2 separate regions of the Mus musculus genome follow, and region 1 is linked to region 2. Evidence: chromatin contacts called from public HiChIP or PLAC-seq data. All regions are on one chromosome and are shown on one strand. Each heading gives the region's core, a stretch centred on a gene start, on an enhancer-like site or on the middle of the called end of the contact. The rest is flanking DNA. Distances are from core to core; before and after follow the strand shown. Region 1 holds the start of Pilrb2 (paired immunoglobin-like type 2 receptor beta 2). Region 2 holds the start of Vgf (VGF nerve growth factor inducible).

What was found. HiChIP or PLAC-seq counts read pairs in DNA pulled down with a chosen protein or histone mark.
Region 1: a FOXA1 HiChIP or PLAC-seq map of pancreatic cancer cells shows a contact between it and region 2. The contact joins the promoter of Pilrb2 here to the promoter of Vgf in region 2. A contact is called at or near these places in 1 of 115 datasets of contacts at active chromatin or transcription factors (pancreatic cancer cells) and 1 of 9 other capture datasets (pancreatic islet).

Annotation. Positions count from the first base shown.
Region 1 is chr5:137,869,002-137,873,356 of GRCm38.p6, forward strand. Pilrb2 (paired immunoglobin-like type 2 receptor beta 2) reads right to left here and starts at 2,757. Exons shown (of 5, transcript NM_001384202.1): 1 at 2,568-2,757; 2 at 1,864-2,250. The coding sequence starts at 2,652.
Region 2 is chr5:137,027,538-137,031,749 of GRCm38.p6, forward strand. It overlaps Vgf (VGF nerve growth factor inducible), which reads left to right and starts at 2,758. Exons shown (of 2, transcript NM_001039385.1): 1 at 2,758-2,924; 2 at 3,429-4,212. The coding sequence starts at 3,449.

The sequences.
Region 1 (4,355 bases), core at 1,507-4,006, 840 kb after region 2:
AAAAAAACATTGATTTTTTTTCACTTAAATGTCTGTAACATACATTTGGTTAATCTATAGACGGCTTGCTGCTTGGGCCTTAAACGAGTTTGCTCCCTAGTATCCATAAGAAGAGCCTGGTGAAGTGGGCATAACCTTTAATTCTATCCCAAGAGACAGAGGCAGTCAAATCTCTGTGAGCTGAGAGGCAGCCTGGTCTATGTATATAGTTCTACACCAAAAAGAGCCGAATGAGCTGTAATCCTAGTATAGAGGAGGTGGAGACAGGCTTGTCCTTGCAGCTTACTGGCCAGCTAACCTAGCCTCCTTGAGAAAGTTAAAGCCAGTGAGAAAACCTGTCCCCCAAAATAAGGTGGATGAGACCCTAGACTCTCCTCTAGCTTCAACCTCATAAATAAATGTGTACATACACACACAGACATAGATACACACAGTGATAGATAGACTTACATACAGATACACACAGAAAGGCATATACAGATCTGTATACACAGACACAGAAAGACACACACACACACACACACATACACACACACACACACACACACATACACACACACACACACACACACACAATTTTAGCCACATGTGTACCGCTCAGTCCAGGGCAGGATACATTCCTTTGCTTTACAAATATTACTAAGAATAATTTCTTCAGCATTTACCTGCTTGTGAATTCTAGACCTGTGGTTTGCAACCTGTGCATCACTGCCCCCACGTGGATTGCATATCAGGTTTCACGCATATCAGGTACTTACATTGTGATTCATATCAGGAGGAATATTAAAGTTATGATGTAGCCATGATATACTTTTACGCATGTGGGTCCGCATAACATGAAGAACTGTATCAAATATATGCAGCATCAGGAAAGTGGAGAACCACTGAGCTAGATACATACATGAAATGGCTCCTCTCTCTTTCTGAGTTCAAGTCCTAATATGTCTATGTAGTCAGTATTAAGATAGGAGGGCTACATGCTGAGGTCCTGACATAAAATAAGGAAAGAAAGGAAGAAAAAAGAAAGAAAGAAAGAAAGAAGGAAAGGAAGAAGGAAAAAAGAAAGAAGTAGGTATGTTAAAAGAAAAATAGGGAGCCATAGAGCAAGGTCATAAGAAACAATGCAGCAACACAGATTCCCTGCTCCTGTAGGGACCTGTGCAGGAACACACAGTGACCACCCTGGGCCTCAGGGCTCCCGTGTCCAGGGGACTGCAGTTGCTACTGCATCAGAGGGGCTGGAGAGATCAGAAGACAGAGCAGCCACATCCTGAAAATAGGGAAAATTTCTTTTTCATTTTCTAATGGCTGAAGATCCTGAGGAGAGAATACAGATGTGTCCTGGGGAGCTATGAGGGGAAATGAAGGACTGTGGTGGCATGTGGCAGTTATAAGTATACCTGAGGATACCAGAACATGCAATGGTCCCCACTATATGTTCTTTTATAGTTTCTGAGCTGAGGTTGGAGTTGTGTGGAGATGCTGCATAGAGGGATCAATTGGAGTCCTTATGTAGGGCCAAGAGAGTCAGCTACATTCTGGAGAAGTTTATTCAGCTTGAAGTCATGTGTGAAAGCTGGCAGGAGAGTAGTCAGATTTCGAACAATAAGGGAGTGAGCAGGAGGGAAGGACAGATGCTAAAGCTTAGAGTCAGGTGTGGTTCTGTGTCTGCAGAGAATGACAAAACCATAGCAGAGGTAGCAGAGAAGGCTAGTCACAACTACAAGGGAAGTGCTGTTGGCAGAGGTATGGGCAGTTCCAAGGGAAATGAATATGAAAGGAAGCTCAGAGTTATGAAGCCTGAGGTGACAGGCACAGGACAAGGAAGCCACAGACATCAAAGCCCGAGCCAAGGTGACTCACCTTGTGTCAGGGTGAGTTGGGTTCCAGGAAGTGACTGCCAAAACTTTATGCCTTCTGTTGTTTGCAGAAAAACTCTGCAGAAGTACCAGGTCTGGTCAGACTCCTTAAAGTTCAGGATTCTGAGGACTCCAGATGTCTGACCCTGTGTCCAGTTCAGGATGAGCCGGCCCTTGAAGTGCTCATGTATGAAAGGCATGGAGGAGTTGTAGATGAAGTGCCCAAAGAAATCCTTCCATCTCCAGGCTATGCTCATCTGTGGATCCTTGGCTAACTTCCAGGGGAAGTAGAAGGAGAAGGGGATGTCGATGGAGCCACCCTGGACTCCAGAGCAGCGTTCAGGTTGGTTGACCCCAAAGTCATTTCCTCCGTTTGATCTTGCTGAATTTCCTGGGAAGGATGGGGAGACTCTGAAGCCACTGCAGGGGACAGTGACAGGAAACATAGAAAGGACAACACAGAACATTCTGAGACTTCTTGCACAGGCAGGGGTGAGACACAAGGCAGGACTGTCCCCAAAGCTAGTGGGACAGGAAAGACAGTGAAGGGTTGGGTTGGGCTCCCTCTGCAATGTCAACTGACTCTTGGGGCAGAGAGTCCTGGCTGGCTCCTCTAGCAGACACCTGTCCACATGACTCCCTACTCTTCCCAGCCCCATTGTCCCCTCCTGAGGTTAAGTCCCTGCTAGTGAGGTCGCTACCACTCACCAGCATGCAGACAGGCTGATGAGAGCAGAAGCAGGATCTGAGCCATGGCTGGAGTCTCTCCAGGAAGCGAGATCAGCAAAGCCATCAGGAAGGCAAGGATGCTCTGTCTAGGGACACTGGGGTGCTCAGGAGTCCAGAGAGAACCAGGGTAAAGCGAGACAGATCCCCAGGCCTTCTCATGTGGAGGACTGAGTTGGGGCAGGACCTTTCCATCTCCACCTCCTTGTGGCCAGCAACTTCCTTTATTGATCTGGCTTCTTCTTTTCCCATGTTGCAGAAGATCCGCCCTGTGGTCACTGACAACATAACTGGACTTTGGCCCAGCCCCCATTGTTGGCTTGGAGACATGGCTTTGTCCTCAGGAGGCAGGGCTCTCCTCTCTTCCACCTTCATCTTCTATCTTATCTACTGTTTTCCATTTCCTAAGTGGCTTGTAATCTCTGTTTCCCTTCCTCTATTTTTCTTCTAGTCTTTCCTTCCCCCTACTTAATCTCTTTCTCATTATGTCTCCCACCATGCTGGTTGTCACATTTCTCTCTAATTATCTCACCTAATGAAGTTGTCAGTTTCTAAATCACCTCAGACACAATGAGGAAGGTGTAATCAGGAAACACAGTAAGTCCCAGGCCCTAGCACAATAACCCCCTTACCCTGCTCTTCCTTCCCCCTCTCTGTCCCCATCGCAACTTGCTCTTTCTTGCCTTTCAGGGAGCCTTCCCAGTGCCCAGGCAGAATCAAGGCTTTGAGGATCCCCTCCACCTTGCCCTGATCTCTGTGGTAGAGCCTCCAACTTCCTTTGGCTTCCTGGACAGTGACTCTAAAGCTACTCCAGTTTCTAAAGGAGCCTTCCTGCCTCTCCTCCTCCTACCATAACACTCACTCAGGAGAGGATAACAAGGATCAGAGAAGTCAAGGCACATGTCATACAACAGCCACGTGGCTCATTGACTGGACTTTAGTCACATTGAGTTCTTGGAGTCTTCCATTCCACACAGAGACTTCAGTTTGCCTGCTCAGTGCAGCCTCTGAGGAGGCTCTTTCCACAAAGCTCTTGAGTGACTTCCTCTAGTTATGGCCACAGGAGAACCTTCTTTGGACTAAGTGGGCAAACACAGCTCTGAGCAGCCATGTGTCATTCATGATGTAAGGCCTGGGACATGGCTGACAGTGGACACAGCTGGCCTGTGACTTGGGTTGAAAGGTTGGGGCAGAGGCTGTGGTGACCTCAGGGCTGGTTCTAAGGAGGTTCAAACTACCCTTCCTCAGGACATGGTGCCATCAGCTTCCTGAAGGGCACAAACACATGATGGTGTCAGAGGAAGTGGCATCAATCTCCCTGAGTGACATGTGCAGAGACCTCTTCCCATTTCCTTAGGTTCCCTGGCACTGATCGCCTTGTTCCTGCTTCCCTGCAGCTGGCTTTGCAGCCTGCCCTCTTTCATGTCTGCTTCTCTGACTCCCTTTACAGTCCCCATGGTCCTCAGATACCTTGTTCTGATCCAGACACAAACTGTCATGTCCTGACAGTTTGTATTCATCTGTATTCATAGTACCCTTGGAGACACTGAGGCACAGAGCCTATGGGATGAGTTGGCTCCAGATGGAAGGTTAGTCAGATCAGGGACTAGGTGTGTGTGTGTGTGTGTGTGTGTGTGTGTGTGTGTGTGTGTGTTTAAATTCTATCTCAAGAAGCCCAAAGTGGTCCTAAAACTTAGTATATAGCCAGAGATGACCACGAAGGACTAGCGAACCTCCTGCCTGGTGCTCCCATGAGCAGAGATTCCAAGT
Region 2 (4,212 bases), core at 1,508-4,007:
GTTAAAATGCAAGAAAATGTTAAAATGCAAGAAAATGTTAAAATGCAGGAAAATGTTAAAATGCAAGAAAATGTTAAAATGCAAGAAAATGTTAAAATGCAAGAAAATGTTAAAATGCAGAGAAGTTCACCACATAGGCATGGACACACTCCAATAGGCAGTAAAGGAGCTCTAGGAATTCACAAAGACACACACACACACACACACACACACACACACACACACACACACACACACACACACACTCAAAGCCAGGCACCAGATCTGAGTGCATACAAAGACCCCAAACATCACAGATGTGTCTACAATCCCAAGAGATTAGAATTTCACTGATGTGCCAACAGTCACACAAGTGGCAAACTGCAAGAGAAGTCTCTCCCTCCATTTAAACTGGGGCCATATCCACCCAGTCTTCACGTGCTTCTCCCTGTTTCTTCTCCTTTTCTTCTCTGCTTTAGGTCCTTTTAATCTCTGTCCAGAGAAGCACACACGCGTATATGCAACATGAGGGTGCTTGTGTATGCATGCAAGCACACAGGTATAGGGTTCCTTTAGTGTGTCCATCTCCTTTCCCTGGAACTCAAACTTAGATTCTCACTCCCATCAGGCAGTCCTTTTGTCGAGCTCTCTCCCCCTCCCTTCTCTCTCTAAAGGTTTCCCCTCCCCCTCTCTGAACCACCAGCTTTCTGATTCACCTTCCATAAGGAGGATAACGTGACCCCCCCCCCCCCAGCCCACGGCTCCAGGGAACCAGGCTGAGAAGATGAAGAAAGATGGGGAGGGAAAAGGGAAGGAGGGTCTAGCCACAGTTGTGTGTGGAGGGGTGTCAGATGCTGCTGTGCTGTTGTTTTTGTTGTTGTTGTTGTTGTTGGTGTGTCTTTAGGCACCCCTCCCTCCATTCTTTGGAATATCCACTGTCACCTTGGTTCTCAAGTTTGTTTATTTATTTTTCTTTCTCTCTCCTTTAGCCTGCTTCTTCAACCTGCTTCAGGTTCTTTTCCTTCCATCCCCCTGTCCCCATCTCTCTTCTCTTTCCTCTCTCACCCCACCTTTTCTCTGCAGAGCTGATGGGGTTTCTTCTGGGAAAGTCAAGCCACTGATGGAAGGGAGAAGCCACTGCTGGTTATAGAGAGAAAGCACGTGAGTGTGTGTGTGTGTGTGTGTGTGTGTGTGTGTGTGCCCGCGCGCGCGCCCTCGCGCGTGCACGAGCTAGGGGCTTAAAATGAGGGTCAGTAACAGGATGGTATGAGGGGGCTGACTCTGAAAGAGGTTCTGAGACCCTCCAGATGCCCTCCCCATTCTGGTTTCCAAAGTGTCAGGGTGCGGGGGGGCTTTGCGTGTGCCTATAAGCACCCCTGTGTCCGCAGTCCTTGTGTGTCTGGTGTGTGTCATTGTCCCCCCCCTTTCCCTGCCCACGCCCCCGCACTGCTCTCCGCCTGCACCGCAGCCCCCTCCAGCCTTCCTCCCTCCCCTTCATTCCTGCAGTAGCAGCTCCCGGGGCCACCTTTCCCTCTCCTCTACCCCCTCCCCATTTCCGTCCTCCCATCCCACCCCCGCCCACGTCTGGTCTCCCTTCACTGGACCCGGCTGGCTGATAGATTTTCTGCGCAATCTCTGCGTCATCGCCCCCCACTCCCGGAACCTCTAACTGTCCAAGCCCCCAGCCCCAACCCCTCTGGGCAGGAGATACGGTCGAAGGGTCTGATGGCTGAGAGGGTCCATCTCTGACGTTGCAATTCACCCCCCCCCCCCGGTCGCGTTCAGACCTCCCCTTTAAGCGGTAGAGAGAAATGGAGTTGAGTCACCCTCTCCACCTGCTCAACCCCCTCCCCACCTGGTCTGCTCTCGCCCTCCAAATGTCCTTGGGTGGGGGCTGTGGGGGAGAGGGAGACAGGCTGAAGGGTGTGGGAGAGTTGGATTAAAAGGGGGCACAACAGGAACCCCCTAACAGCCACAGCAGAGCCCGCTGGCCAGAAGGACAGACACACCTTTTTTTCCCCAACCCCTTCAGACACGAACTGGTTTGAACAGACACGACCCAAAGGCACACACATCGTCAATCTTTCCCTTTTCTCTCTCGACTAGGACCCTTTCCAAGGTGATTACCCAAACCGCAAGATCCACCCATCTGCGCTGACCCTGGGCGGGCATCCCGCACCGCAAATCCACCCCCTCCTCTCAGGTTCAAGTTGTCCTTGGGCGTGCTCCCTATAGACCATACTGTGGCGGAGTAGGGAGCCAGGCCCCTTCCCCTTTCAAACCCTTACCGTCCCCCCATCCAGTACTGATCTTTTACTGGCGCCCAATTAGATGCTGGCGGTGCCCTCTTCCTATTCTGCTCAGCAACGCAGGCTCCGCGCCGCAAGTGCTTTGTAACCCACCCTCCCGCCTTCTGGTTCCTCTGTACCCACCCTTCCATTCATTTTTACATTCATTCATTCATCCTTTTCTCCTCGTCCCTCCTTCATTCATTCATAGCCCCCTGCCCCGCCCGCCTCGACATTTCATTCATTCATTCATTCATTCATTTCCCGGAGCTCGGCTAGCGCACGCCCCTCTAGCCGAGGGCCCTACTGCGCAGGTGCAGGCCGGGAGCGACGCTTATCCTCCAATCATTGGACTTTCACCGTCCACCAGACACCCGCCCGCTTCCCCATGAATGAACATTGACGTCAATGGGGCGGGGCTATCCCACGTGACCCCGCGCGCTCCCCTTTATAAGGCAGAGGCGGCGCGGGCGCTGTCCAGCGTGCTGAAGCCGGAGCGAGAGCGCTGTTGCTGACCCAGCTGAGCCCAGCTTCTAGGACGCCAGCCCTCGACCATCGCTCATACTCCAGCCACGGAACAGAGCCAAGGCGGACCGGTCCCGACTTTCCCCCTGCCCCGACCCTCCTCTCCACCTCCCGCCGTCGTGACACCGGCTGGTAAATACTCCGCTGTCCATCCCTCCAACCCTCTTCACTCGTGGGCGTGAAGGGAGGATTTTCTTTCCATATGGGGTATTGAGAGCATAGCGGTGTGCCCCCGGGAAGGGTCTTTGGTAAAAGGGGAGTCTCTGCTTTTTTGTCGCTGATGAAGTCACCCACGCACCATCCGGGGAGTCCTGTGGGGAGGGAACAGATCCCCCCTCCCGCTTATCATTGCTGCTTAGTACGCGGGCGCTGGCTGAGAGATGACTTAGGGAAGGGGGCGACAGGAGGTACTGGGTACCCAGAAGGAGGATTGCGGGCGTTCTCTGCCCATTTGCACGACCCCAGAGATCGCCACATCTTTCTTGTTCTCTGCTAAACGTTTCTTTTCGGGTAAGGTTAGAGAAATGAGGGAAACCCCGGATTTCCTGCTTAAAGGTGGGGGGAGGGAAAGCAGAAATAGAAAGCGGGGAGTTCTTATAGAAATCCTCTATTTCTTTGATTTCTTCTATTTTTCAGTCTCTGGCAGCCCGTTGGTCATGAAAACCTTCACGTTGCCGGCATCCGTCCTCTTCTGCTTCCTTCTACTGATCCAGGGGTTGGGAGCAGCGCCCCCCGGGCGCCCCGATGTTTTTCCTCCTCCCCTCAGCTCTGAGCATAATGGGCAGGTAGCTGAGGACGCAGTGTCCCGGCCAAAGGATGACGGCGTACCAGAGGTCCGAGCTGCTCGGAATCCCGAGCCTCAGGACCAGGGAGAGCTCTTCCAGGGCGTGGATCCCCGGGCGCTGGCCTCGGTACTGTTGCAGGCACTGGACCGTCCGGCCTCGCCCCCGTCGGTCCCGGGAGGTTCCCAGCAGGGAACACCCGAAGAAGCAGCAGAAGCTCTGCTGACCGAGTCCGTGCGCAGTCAGACCCATAGCCTCCCGGCACCAGAAATCCAAGCGCCCGCTGTGGCCCCCCCTCGCCCTCAGACTCAGGACCGCGATCCCGAGGAGGACGACCGCTCAGAAGAGCTGGAGGCGCTAGCATCCTTGCTCCAAGAACTTCGAGATTTCAGTCCGAGCAATGCTAAGCGCCAACAAGAGACGGCGGCAGCAGAGACTGAAACCCGCACGCACACGCTGACCCGAGTCAATCTGGAGAGCCCCGGGCCAGAGCGCGTGTGGCGCGCTTCCTGGGGAGAGTTCCAGGCGCGCGTTCCGGAGCGCGCTCCTCTTCCGCCCCCGGTCCCTTCCCAATTCCAGGCTCGAATGTCCGAAAGCGCTCCCCTTCCCGAAACTCATCAGTTCGGGGAAGGAGTGTC